4 separate regions of the Mus musculus genome follow, and all the other regions are linked to region 3. Evidence: chromatin contacts called from public promoter capture Hi-C data. All regions are on one chromosome and are shown on one strand. The core of a region is the stretch at or near the end of the contact, and the rest is flanking DNA. Distances in the headings are between cores, read along the strand shown. Region 1 holds the start of Atp8b2 (ATPase, class I, type 8B, member 2). Region 2 holds the start of Hdgf (heparin binding growth factor). Region 3 holds the start of Msto1 (misato 1, mitochondrial distribution and morphology regulator). Region 4 holds the start of Hax1 (HCLS1 associated X-1).

Region 1 (2,700 bases), core at 146-2,645, 1.0 Mb after region 3:
CCCTTGCCTCTAGCCTGTCAGTCCCAAGAGATACTAATTGCCTGTCTGCCCAATCTCTGTAATTACTGACTGTGGTCCTAGCCCAGCCATCCTCTCCCGCTCTCCCTTCACTAATGTGCACTCCCTCCTTGACCTCAGAGCAGACAGTCCTGAGGGGCACTAAGTCCTTTTCACTCCTGACTCTCCACAACTGTGGCAAGCAACAGTGGCTGCCCCCTTGGCTCTGGAAGAAAAACCTCATGAACAATTTGGCGATGCCAAACCCTCTTCCAGGGCCCCAGCCAGGGTCTCCACCCAATCTAGAGCATGAGTCACGGGGAGGGTGGAGTGTGGAACCAGACGCTAAAGGAGAGGATGCAGGGTGGGCATTGCTGGCTCCTACCCAGCCCCACTCGAGTGGGAGGCTATCAAGCATCGTTAGCCCTAACATCTGGGTCTTCCTTCTTGGAAAGAGTTAACAGTGGAGCAAGCTGACCATCAAGCGTCAAGTCTGGATACAGATCAGGAAAGTACTTTTACCTCTAGGACCCTGGGGAGACTGAGAACAACTTTGGCCCCAATCCTCGAGAGGGGTGCAGTAACAAGGTCCCCCTCTCAGGATATCCTGGTTTTCTAAACCGACTAGGCCCACCAGCCACGTCGCCTTGCCCCGTCACCCTACCCCAGCCCCCTCTGCAGCCACATCTGGGATAAAAATAGCCAGCCATGGGAAAGAGGCAGCGCTCCACGAAGGAAAAAAGACTCCTCCTCTGGGTCTGGCCTCCGCTCCTTTCCAACCAAGAGCCTTTTCAGGGGAAGCTAGCAGATAGACGAGACAGGAGAAAACAATAATACCGGAGGCCACCTTCCTTCCCTCTCCAAGGACAGTATCCAGGACCCACCACACAGCTCTGAGCTCCCAAAGCTAACATCCCTGGCACCCTTGGTTTTCCTGGGGCACAGAGAGACCTCCACCTTCCCGGGACAAATCCTATCAGCCCCAAACTCCCTCTCTAGGCACCTAAAGGCTGGCACCAGGTTACTCCTCACACCCCAGCTCCGCACGCCCCTTCGGGGCCCCATTTTCCCAGCTTGCGCACAGCTACCGGTTCTCTCCATCCTGGTAGCCCTTCTCTCCAGCCTCCCACAGCCGCTCCCCGTGGCACCGCTGCCCGCGCCTCCCAGAGCCGACCCTCCCGGTCCACACCCCCGGCCCCACGGTGGCAGCGCCTTACCTTAGCGCTCCGCGCGCGGCGCTCGGCCCGGCGGCCCCGTCCGGCCCATGCCGGGGGCTGGGGCGGGGGCGCTCGGCTCCGCTGCCCGCAGGCTCCCGCCCCCCCACAGCAGCCCGGCTCTCCTGACCCCCCCGGGGCCCCGGCCCGCTACTTTGTGTCAGTTTCGGCCGCGGGGCGGAAGTGACGGCTGCGGCCACGGGCGGGGGGCGGGAGGGGCTTTGGGGAGGTGAGGGGCGCGGCGTGCGCCATCTTGGTGCGTAGGGAAGGGGGGGGTCCCAAGCTCCAGCCGGGACACGCACACAATCGGCGAGGCTGGAGGACGCTGGGATGCTGCTGCTTTATTTTGGAAGCCAGAAACCGAGCGAATGCTGCTTTCTCTGCCAGAAACCATCTTCGGGGAGGAGCCTGATGCGGGAGTAGTGATGAAGAAGCCCCGTAGCACACTTCTCTCTAGCCCAAGTCTCTGCTGTGCTTCCCTCCTCGCCCTGGCTCATCTCAAGGCCTTTCACTTCCTGAAAAGGCACAGCTATGCATTGACTGGGAGTTGTGCCTCAGTTTCTCCACTTGGTTCTCCTGACGATAAGTAGTTGACTTTGCCCCTTACCACATTCCCTTGGGTGGTATATTACGCGCGCGGACACACACACCTCGAAGAACTATCTGAGGTCGTTGGCGCTCCTGTCAGGCCAAAGGTAGGAAACGTAGAGATTTCCCGAGCTGGCAGCCAGAAGACAGGAAGATAGCTCCGAGGCAGAGCCCTTGCCTAGGCCCTAAATCAAATCCCTAATGCCACAAAGTACGAGTGGTTTTGTTGTGTTGTTGTTGTTGTTTTGAGTCAGTGGGAGGGGATGTCTCACTATGTAGCTCTGAAAGGCCTGAAATTCTCAGAGACCCTAGGCGTGCTCCATCACTTCCGAGTCAAACTTAAACTGGGTTTTGTTTGTTAAAAAGATTCACTCTTAAACCGGGCGTGGTGGCGCATGCCTTTGGTCCCAGCGTGCGCCTTCGATCCCAGCACTCCGAGGCAGAGGCAGGCGGATTTCTGAATTGGAGGCCAGCCTGGTCTACAAAAAGTTCCAGGACAGCCAGAGCTATACAGAGAAACCCTGTCTCGAAAAACCATTAAAAAAAAAAAAGATTCACTCTTGTTAGGTGTGTTGAGTAACACGCTGAAGTCAAAGCCGTTATGGTCTGCATAGAAGATTTCAGTACTCCATAGGGAGACCTCGTCTTAAGACGAAAAAGTGAAGAAGGGAGAGTAGAGGAAACCAAGCTTCTCTCGAGAAGCTCCCAGGCCCTACCCCTCAAAGGATCCTAGGATCCCTCCACCCACCCGATTCTAGAAACCTTCCCAAAGCCAGCGTGCACACCCTCTGGCGGCTCCTTTAAGGAACTGCGTGCCTGGAAGCTCCCAGGGTAGAAGACCAGTCTGGAGTCCTTCAGGAGTGGTAAACAGAAGTGTCCTAGTCTGGCATAGTAATACAAA
Region 2 (2,700 bases), core at 59-2,558, 1.0 Mb before region 3:
GTGAGATGGCTCAGTGGTTAAGAGTGCCTACTGCTCTTCCAATGGTCCTGAGTTCAAATCCCAGCTGTTTGTGGACCATTTGAACTCATACATGGTGGCTCACAACCATCCCTAATGAAATCTGAGGCCCTCTTCTGGAGTGTCTGAAGACAGCTACAGTGTCTTACAAATAATAAATGAATAAATAAATATTAAAAAAAACCTTCAAATCTGCTGGGCAGTGGTGGTGCACCCGTTTAAGAGGGAGAGGCAAGTGGATCTCTGAGTTTGAGGCCAGCCTGGTCTACATGAGTTTCAGGACAGCCAGGGCTACACAGAGAAACCCTGCCTTGAAAAACCAAAAACAAACAAACAAAAACCAGAAACCTTCAAATCTCTTTAAAAAGAGAGTATGCAGGCCAGCCAGCCAGGGCTACATACTAAGACTGTCTCCCCCGGCAGTGGTGGCACACTTCTGTAATCCCAGCACTTGGGAGGCAGAGGCAGGCGGATTTCTGAGTTTGAGGTCAGTCAGAGTGAGTTCCAGGACAGCCAGGACTGCACAGAGAAACCCTGTCTTGAAAAATAAAAAAAAATAAAAAAAAAAGACTGTCTCAATAAAAATAAGATATAAAACAATTAGATATAAACAACAAAAAACCCATTGCACAGAGATGTAATTACAACAAAATCTTGTTTGGTTTGAGATCTGAGATCAAGTTTTGCGCACATCATTCCTTAGAATATAACCCAGGCCAAATACAGTCTTCAAATTAATACTATATATCTCCAAACTAGATTTAGTGGTATCCAACTGTCTTTATCGTTTAGGACCTCCTTATTCTAGTGAGGGTAATTGGTGATAGTCCAGATACAGCTGTTAATTTAGAGTAGACTGAAATGGTAGGACTCGAACTCTTATACCGCCACCAACAGAAGCACGTGGAGTGTGTGGGGTACACCTCTTGCCTTGGCGGTCTAACTAGTTAGAAGTCAGAGGCGCAGAGCAAATACGTGGGTTGGGACATGGCACGTGGTAGGGGGGACAGAGCGCAAGGCAGGCCACAGTAGGCCCCGCCTGGCCAGGGCATTCAGAGGAGCCCGGGGAGGGGCACGTGCAGCCTGTCCAGCGGGCGCCAGCTCCTTTTGGGCTGGCACCCACCACCCGCCCGCACACAAAGCCCGCTCGGCGCGCTCGGCACTCGGCTCTTCAAGCCTGTGCCTCTGAGCCCCGCCTGGCGGCCTCCAGGTTGGGTGTGAGGCCGGGGCAGGCTGTAGGCGTCGATTGGCTGCGCGCATCGAACCGCCGCGGGCGGGAGCGCGAGGGGAGGAGTGGGCCGCGGGGGGTGGAGGAAGCGGCCTCGCTCGCGCCGAGGAGGGAGCAATTGAATTTCAAACACAAACAACCACACGAGCTAGCGCTCCCGGAGCCGTGTGTTGCCCACCGCGCCCGGCCCTGTCCGAGCGGCGCGCGGGCGCAGACGCCGTGGCTGCCCCGGAGCTCGCGTCGGGGGCCGGCATCGAGGCGGGGGCCGCGCGAGGGCCGGAGCGCAGCGGCGCCGCAACCGCCGCACGCGCAAACTTGGGCTCGCGCTTCCCGGCTCGGCGCGGAGCCCGGGGCGCCCGCGGCCCCGCCATGTCGCGATCCAACCGGCAGAAAGAGTACAAGTGCGGAGACCTGGTGTTTGCGAAGATGAAAGGATACCCACACTGGCCGGCCCGGGTGAGTGGCGCGGCCGTCGCGGGCCCTGCTGCGGGTTGCATAACGCTCGGGAGGGCACGGCCGCCGAGCGCGGAGCGGGCGTAGGGGCAGGGGTGCCAGGCCTGTTCTGGCTGGCGGGAGCCCACCACCGCTTACATAACGGAGGCGATCGCGGCCGGCACCTGGCGGGCAGCGCCGCGTGCTCAGTTCGCCCTCACCCCTCCGTCACAGCGGCCGAGGCTTCGGGCTCACGGTGGCGGGGGGGGGGGGGGGAGCGGCCCGATGGTGTGTCGCTTCTTTCGCCGCGAATCCCAACCCCTTCTCGGAGCCCCGCTTGAGCCCTGAGTCTCCATTGATAGTTGCCTCCAGTTCAGGTTTCTCTGGCTGGACGAACGGGTGCGAGGGGTCTCAGTTCACAGAGGGTTAGGTGGATGTAGAGTTGGCGACTCACAAACTTTCTTGGAGCATTTTGGTAGGAACTCTGAAGTTGGGAGGGTCGTGAAATGTTTGGGGACGACTTACTTAAAAATGGTCTTGCCTGGCCTGGTGACTCTGCCATAACCGATTTAGCCCCCAGCTCTACAAGAACATCCCTCCATATGCCTCCAGCTCAGACTTGGAACTGGAGGCAGCAGGGCCCCCGTGTGCTTTGGGAAATCCAGTACAGACGACCTTAGCGCGGTGTGGGGGATTGTGGGACGCTGGAGTTTCCTCGGCTTCCCATTAGTGAGCGTCTCCAGTCAGGGAGGCCGGTGTCAGCCATGTGGTTGTTTGAACCCGCCAAGAGTAGGGCCTTCCCCATTCCAGCACCTGGCCAGGTGGGAGGGTGGGGCAGAAAGCCTGCTGTGTTTATCACCTTCCCTCCCAGGAAAAGGTGTGTGTGTGTGTGTGTGTGTGTGTGTGTGTTGGGGGGAGGGTTGCTTCTGGGAATTTTTCAAAACGATTGTAGAGGGGGCCCTTGATACCGAGTGAGGGCATGACTCAGCCCCTTAGGGTGTGGAACTTGTGTAAAAGAAATC
Region 3 (2,700 bases), core at 7-2,506:
CGTCATCACCTCTGCACTCAGAAGGCCCTGGAGGTTTGGGTTCTTTGGTTGGGCGTCATCTCTGTGTGTGCTGAGCTTCCCCTGCCTGAAAGAGTAAGAGTAAGCAGAGTTCTCCAGCCGTCTATGTACACACAGTGGGCCATGCTCACAGGAGCGGTACTTACCACGCTACTGCAGCCTCTAGCTGTCGGTCTCTGTAGAGGTTACCTTCTTCTTTTAGAGTGTTCAGACTACCTGCCCAGAAATGAAAGGCAAGGTTAAACCTAGGGGGTCATGTGATCAAGACTAAACTGATCACCTGTCAGGGAATATGGTGTGGCAGTTCCTCTCTACCTAGATGAGGTGTCCCTTTGTAGCCCTGAGTAGTTTCCAACAATACAGACAAATTGGTTTTGAACTCAGAGCTTCTACCTGCCTTGGCTGGGATTAAGGGCGTGCCCAACTACATGGCACTTGGATATACATTAGATGGGACAGGGAATATGGAATCCATCCTTCTCTCAAAAGCTGTGGTCCAGCCGGGCAGTGGTGGTTTACGCCTTTAATCCCAGCACTAGGGAGGCAGAGGCAGGCGGATTTCTGAGTTCGAGGCCAGCCTGGTCTACAAAGTGAGTTCCAGGACAGCCAGGGCTATACAGAGAAACCCTGTCTCGAAAACAAACAAACAAAAAAACAAAACAAGCTGTGGTCCGTCTGTAGGTGTGAGTGCAAGCAGCTTAACATTATACTGACAATTCCAGAGCCAGATCCTGAAGTAAACTTGCCTTTTCGACATCGTCGGGGGTTGTGCCCGATCCGGTATCTGAAGTGAACTGATGCTAGGGCCCTCGCACGCCACACGGGAAAACTTGGCTGAGCCCACCATCGCCTCACCTTTCAGATCCATTAGGATGAGTCGAGGCGTATAGGTTTCCTGGCCATGCAGTGTCCGGCCTGTTCTGTACAAGACGTCGGGGCACAGCTCGCCTGGCGACTCTTCGTCCTCGGCCATGCGTCCCAGCGCAGCATCCTGTAGGGGTCACAGGGCTGAGCGGAGGGGGAAGAGGGGCAGGGCCGGTACTGTCTGCGGGGAACGCCGGGCTGCCGCTAGGTGCCTGACCTGCTGGTTCCACCAGTGCGCCCCCACGAAACCCGCGAAATGTCCCAACTGCAGCGTGAGCACCTCGCGGGCCCCGCCCGCCATACCGCCGCTGCTCTTGGGCACTCCACTGCCGCCGCGGGCCCATCAGCCGGAGGGGGCGGCTCCCGCGCGAGCACGTGCTTTCCCGTTGGCCTCCCGATTCGTTGGTCTCCGAGGCCGCAGCTCACGCCCCGCCTCTTCCTCTTCTTGGAATGTAGGAAGCTGCCGCGATCGGCTGTTGTCTCTCCGTTCCTTCTGCGCCTCAGACTGTGGCGGGTCTGGCCAAGGTCATGGAAGGTTCTCTCACCTGCTTCTGTCTCTCTTCGCGCAGATGCCCCTCTCCTGTAGCTAATAATTCACGCGAGGGGATAAAAAAAATCTGAGGGGGAATTCGACTCCTCTGGATCCTCCCACTCACTTCCTTTTCCCATCTCTAATGTCCCAGCCCTGCTAAACCAGTGGGCTGGCCCCATGGTTCGGTTTCTGTTAGGTTCTGGGGAAGATTGTAGTCCCTTTCTCGCGTGTTCATGTAGTTTGATTGTACTTAAGTGCTCTTTTCATTTATTCTTTGACTTGGTTCGTTATTTTTATCTTTTTGAGATGGATTCTCAGTATGTAACCCCTGGCTGGCCTGAAATGACTGTGTAAAGCAGGCTGGCTTCAAACTCAAAAGAAATCAAGCCTCCACTTCCGGAGTGCTGGAATCAAAGGCCGTGCCACTGATAAGGTTGGGAACAGTCTTTTGTTTGCTTGTTTGTTTGTCTTGAGACAGGGTTTCTTTGTATAGCCCTGGCTGTCCTGGAACTCACTTTGTAGACCAGGCTGGCCTCAAACTCAGACATCTGTCTGCCTCTGCCTCCCAAGTGCTGGGATTAAAGACGTGTGCCACCATACCCGGCTGTGGGAACAGTCTTTTATGTTTTTATAAACGTTTGGCTATCCAATTTGTAGAGCGTTTCCAAGCCGCATGTGATGGCTGGAACCTGTAAGCCCTCCTAGGATGCGGAGAGAGATTATTCATCCTTGGCTCCGAAGCAAGTTGAAGGCTCACCTGACTGCATGAGACCATATCTAAGTTACAAAACAAACAAAACAAATTACTATTCCAAATGGCTTGCTCTGTTTCTTTTGGACCATCTAGTATTCACTTATGAATAAAATAAATGGGTCCAGGCAAAATCCTCGATGGGTTAAGGGGAGCTTGGGAGCTGCCAAGCCTGCAGACCAGAGTTCTAACCTGAGCACCCACAGGGTAGTACGGAACCAAATCCCTAGCTGTGTACATTATTCTGAACATAAGCACATTGCTAGTAAAATACTTAGAAAAATGCATCATATAGAACAGTATTTTAAAGAATGACTGCCTTTTAATTTTGAGATTTTTTTTTAGATTTATTTCTTTTTTTAAGATTTATTTATTATTATAAGTAAGTACACTGTCGCTGTCTTCAGAGACACTAGAAGAGGGCATCAGATCTCATTACAGGTGGTTGTGAGCCACCACGTGGTTGCTGGGATTTGAATTCAGGACCTCTGGAAGAGCAATGAGTGCTCTTAACCTCTGAGCCATCTCTCCAGCC
Region 4 (2,700 bases), core at 32-2,531, 1.1 Mb after region 3:
TTCAGGTTTTGCATGACTCTCCAAGACCCCCTCAAAGATCCTGGGTTGGTGACTATCTGGGTACTTAAGCATTGAGTCTCGTAGTGTCTGCCCCTCCCGCAGTCTCTCACCAGGTGTTTCTGACTCAGGACCTGGAAGTTCTGTAGAAAGTTGGTAGGTGATTCTGGGATAGGAAAGGCCTTAAACATTTTAAGTCTTTTAAAAATCAATTTCTGTAGACTATCCCAACTACTCTGCAAGTTCTGTTATTCATCACTAACCCACTAGAAACCCATAGGGTCTCCCTCAGGGAAATTCACACACCAGGAGAGTGGGAAGGCAAGGTCCAGGCCCCCATCTCGCTGAAGATGCTATTAAAATCTCGTACTAGATCATCAAAGCCAAAGTTGCCGTGGAATCGCATCCCTCCCCTGGGGCTGAAGCTGAAACCGAATTCCTCTGGAGGCTGAGAACCATCAAACGCATAGCTCTCTCGACCCCACGCGCCTCTGTCTTCCTCCGCTTCGTCATCATCATCATCATCGTCGTCATCATCTCGAGTCATCCCTCCAAAAAAAGGATCTCTGTGGCTGAGAGTGAAGGCAAATAAGCCACGAAGACTTCAACACTGTCTAAGCCATAAAAATCAACACAAGGGCAGCAAACTGGGCCAAAGAGGGGTCTGGGCAGCTGAAAACACAGGAGATCTGGTTTCAGAACAACGTTGATGGATCTATTAGGGTTTTGTATTGTTTCTAAACAGAGCCTCTCCGCACCTCCCAACAGCTGCCAGACGACCCATGGTTTTTCTTCAGGGTCATCCAGCCTACTACTAATCGCCCAATTACTTGCTCATGGTCCTCTTCCCCAGACCCCCATTGTTTTCTCCGCCCAGGTCCCTGTTGCATCACCCAGGTCTGGAGAAAGCTGCCGTTTCTGTCCTCTTAACCACTGCTTTGATTACTGTGGCGGGGTGAGTACTCAAGAATGCGATCTTTGACCTCTCAGCAGGAGTTGAAGGGGGCGGGAAAGGAAGCTTTCCAAAAATATGATGAAGGGGTCAAGTGTCCACCAAAACACCCCTCCCGTATATCCAGCCCAGAACTATTCTCACCTCCGAGGTCCAGGAAAGCCGAAAAAGCCTCGGAAAAGATCAAAGACGCTCATTCCAGTAGGGGCACTAGAAACTTTGAAGCTCTGCAGCCCATGGGCAACACGAGACCACGACCAGCTTACGCTACCCTGTCGGATATAGCCAGGGCTCAGCGTTCGCTGCCGGAAAGCAACCCTACGGTGCGGCGTTGTCGTAAAAGTCGTAAGCCGGAGGAAGAGGCGGGGCTGACCGTGCTCCTCAGACACGAAGCTTCTATACGCTACCTTTCAGTTTTGAGTGAGGGTGGACGTGCGAAATTCCCAGTTCAAGATCACGTCCCTTCTAGGAGATTCTTTCTCCTGCTGATCTGCCAGGCCCCCGAGGGGGGTTTCCGTTTCTCTCTGGAGGGTCCCAGGTAGCCGCCAGAGGGAGTGGCCTGTTCAGAGGCCTGCTTCACCCCAGGATCAGAAAACACCCCCCACCTTGTGTTTTGTTTTAGACTGATGTCGGTGACGTCTAATACTAGGCTAGGCGAAGTTACCTAGTTCCTTAAACCGCGATTTCCCTACTGCTGAATAAAGATGCTAGGAATCTCTTCAGCTAGTAGGGAGTTTTTAAGCTTGTTTTTTTCGATACAGGGTTTCTGTGTGGTGTTCAGACTGTCCTGGAACTGATTGTAGACCAAAGGGGCTTACAAACCCGCCTGCCTAATGCCTCCCAGATGCTGGGATTTAAGGCGGTTACCACCACACGCTGCTTTTAAAAAACTAAACAGATGGCCAACTAACAAGGTAAGATTTGTAGACTAGGCAGGAACGAGAAGCTACTTGTGTCTTGGGAAAACCATGCCGTAATGAAATTTGATGGTGTTTTAATCCACTCGGGAGGTATAAGGCCAGCCTGCTCCTCACTGAGTTTCAGGCAAGTCGGCTACAGAGTGAGACTCTGACTCAAAATAAACAGACCTCCCTCACCTCCTCAGCACAGAGGATATTTGCAGTTTTGGAAGGCTGAAACAGGATCTCGAGTCCCTGGCAATATGGCTCTTACAAAGAAAAATGAAACTTCTCTTTCACGTAATTGAAGTCCAAAAACCTTTTACTGCACCATGCCCCCACCCCAGGTCTTGCTCTAAGATCATCCATTCTTTTCCCAAAATGTAGGCATTTCAAAGCCACATAAAATAGGCAAGGCAGGGTGTAGTGCTGACAACCTTTAACCTTAGCACTCAAGAGGTAGAAGCAGGCAGATCTCTGAATGTGAGACCAACCTGGTCTCCACACCAAGCTCCAGGCCAGTCAGGGTTACATAGTGAGACTGTCTCAAAAACATAACTCAGAGAACAAGAACTACTATACTCCTCCAAAGAGAAAAAGACCCCAAGATTGAGTTCTGCCGGCCAGCAGCTAATGCTGGCTTGAGACTTCAGAATCCTTTAAAACCATGCTTAGATTCCCACAAGGTCCTTTGCCTTCTAAATGTCCTTAGCTCCTTCCCCTTTCACTTCCTGAAACGTGCTGTAGATGAGGCAGTTTCTAGAAGAAATGAAGATTTGCAGTAGTTCTTTCCAGTCACAGAATGTATAAGGAAATCCCCTTAAGGGCAAAATATTAGCACATTAAGGTGAG

Evidence for each region. Promoter capture Hi-C pulls out the DNA fragments that hold promoters and counts their contacts.
Region 1: a promoter capture Hi-C map of liver shows a contact between it and region 3, with 2.7 times the contacts expected there. The contact joins the promoter of Atp8b2 here to the promoter of Msto1 in region 3. A contact is called at or near these places in 6 of 39 promoter capture datasets (the C10 cell line, hippocampal neurons, liver and 2 more) and 1 of 484 Hi-C or Micro-C datasets (B cells).
Region 2: a contact with region 3 is called in a promoter capture Hi-C map of the HPC-7 cell line. The contact joins the promoter of Hdgf here to the promoter of Msto1 in region 3. A contact is called at or near these places in 2 of 39 promoter capture datasets (the HPC-7 cell line and pre-B cells).
Region 4: a contact with region 3 is called in a promoter capture Hi-C map of liver, with 4 times the contacts expected there. The contact joins the promoter of Hax1 here to the promoter of Msto1 in region 3. A contact is called at or near these places in 2 of 39 promoter capture datasets (the C10 cell line and liver), 1 of 115 datasets of contacts at active chromatin or transcription factors (large pre-B cells) and 2 of 9 other capture datasets (adipose tissue and liver).

What each region holds. Positions count from the first base shown.
Region 1 is chr3:89,961,943-89,964,642 of GRCm38.p6, forward strand. Atp8b2 (ATPase, class I, type 8B, member 2) reads right to left here and starts at 1,396. Exons shown (of 28, transcript NM_001081182.3): 1 at 1,215-1,396. It also overlaps the pseudogene Aqp10-ps.
Region 2 is chr3:87,905,013-87,907,712 of GRCm38.p6, forward strand. It overlaps Hdgf (heparin binding growth factor), which reads left to right and starts at 1,309. Exons shown (of 6, transcript NM_008231.4): 1 at 1,309-1,702. The coding sequence starts at 1,616.
Region 3 is chr3:88,912,694-88,915,393 of GRCm38.p6, forward strand. It overlaps Msto1 (misato 1, mitochondrial distribution and morphology regulator), which reads right to left and starts at 1,257. Exons shown (of 14, transcript NM_144898.2): 1 at 1,100-1,257; 2 at 874-1,009; 3 at 165-234; 4 at 10-85. The coding sequence starts at 1,183.
Region 4 is chr3:89,997,435-90,000,134 of GRCm38.p6, forward strand. It overlaps Hax1 (HCLS1 associated X-1), which reads right to left and starts at 1,282. Exons shown (of 7, transcript NM_011826.4): 1 at 1,094-1,282; 2 at 304-569; 3 at 1-140. The coding sequence starts at 1,146. It overlaps Gm19710 (predicted gene, 19710), which reads left to right and starts at 1,326. Exons shown (of 4, transcript NR_045749.1): 1 at 1,326-1,487; 2 at 1,711-1,863. It also overlaps a transcript of Ubap2l not described here.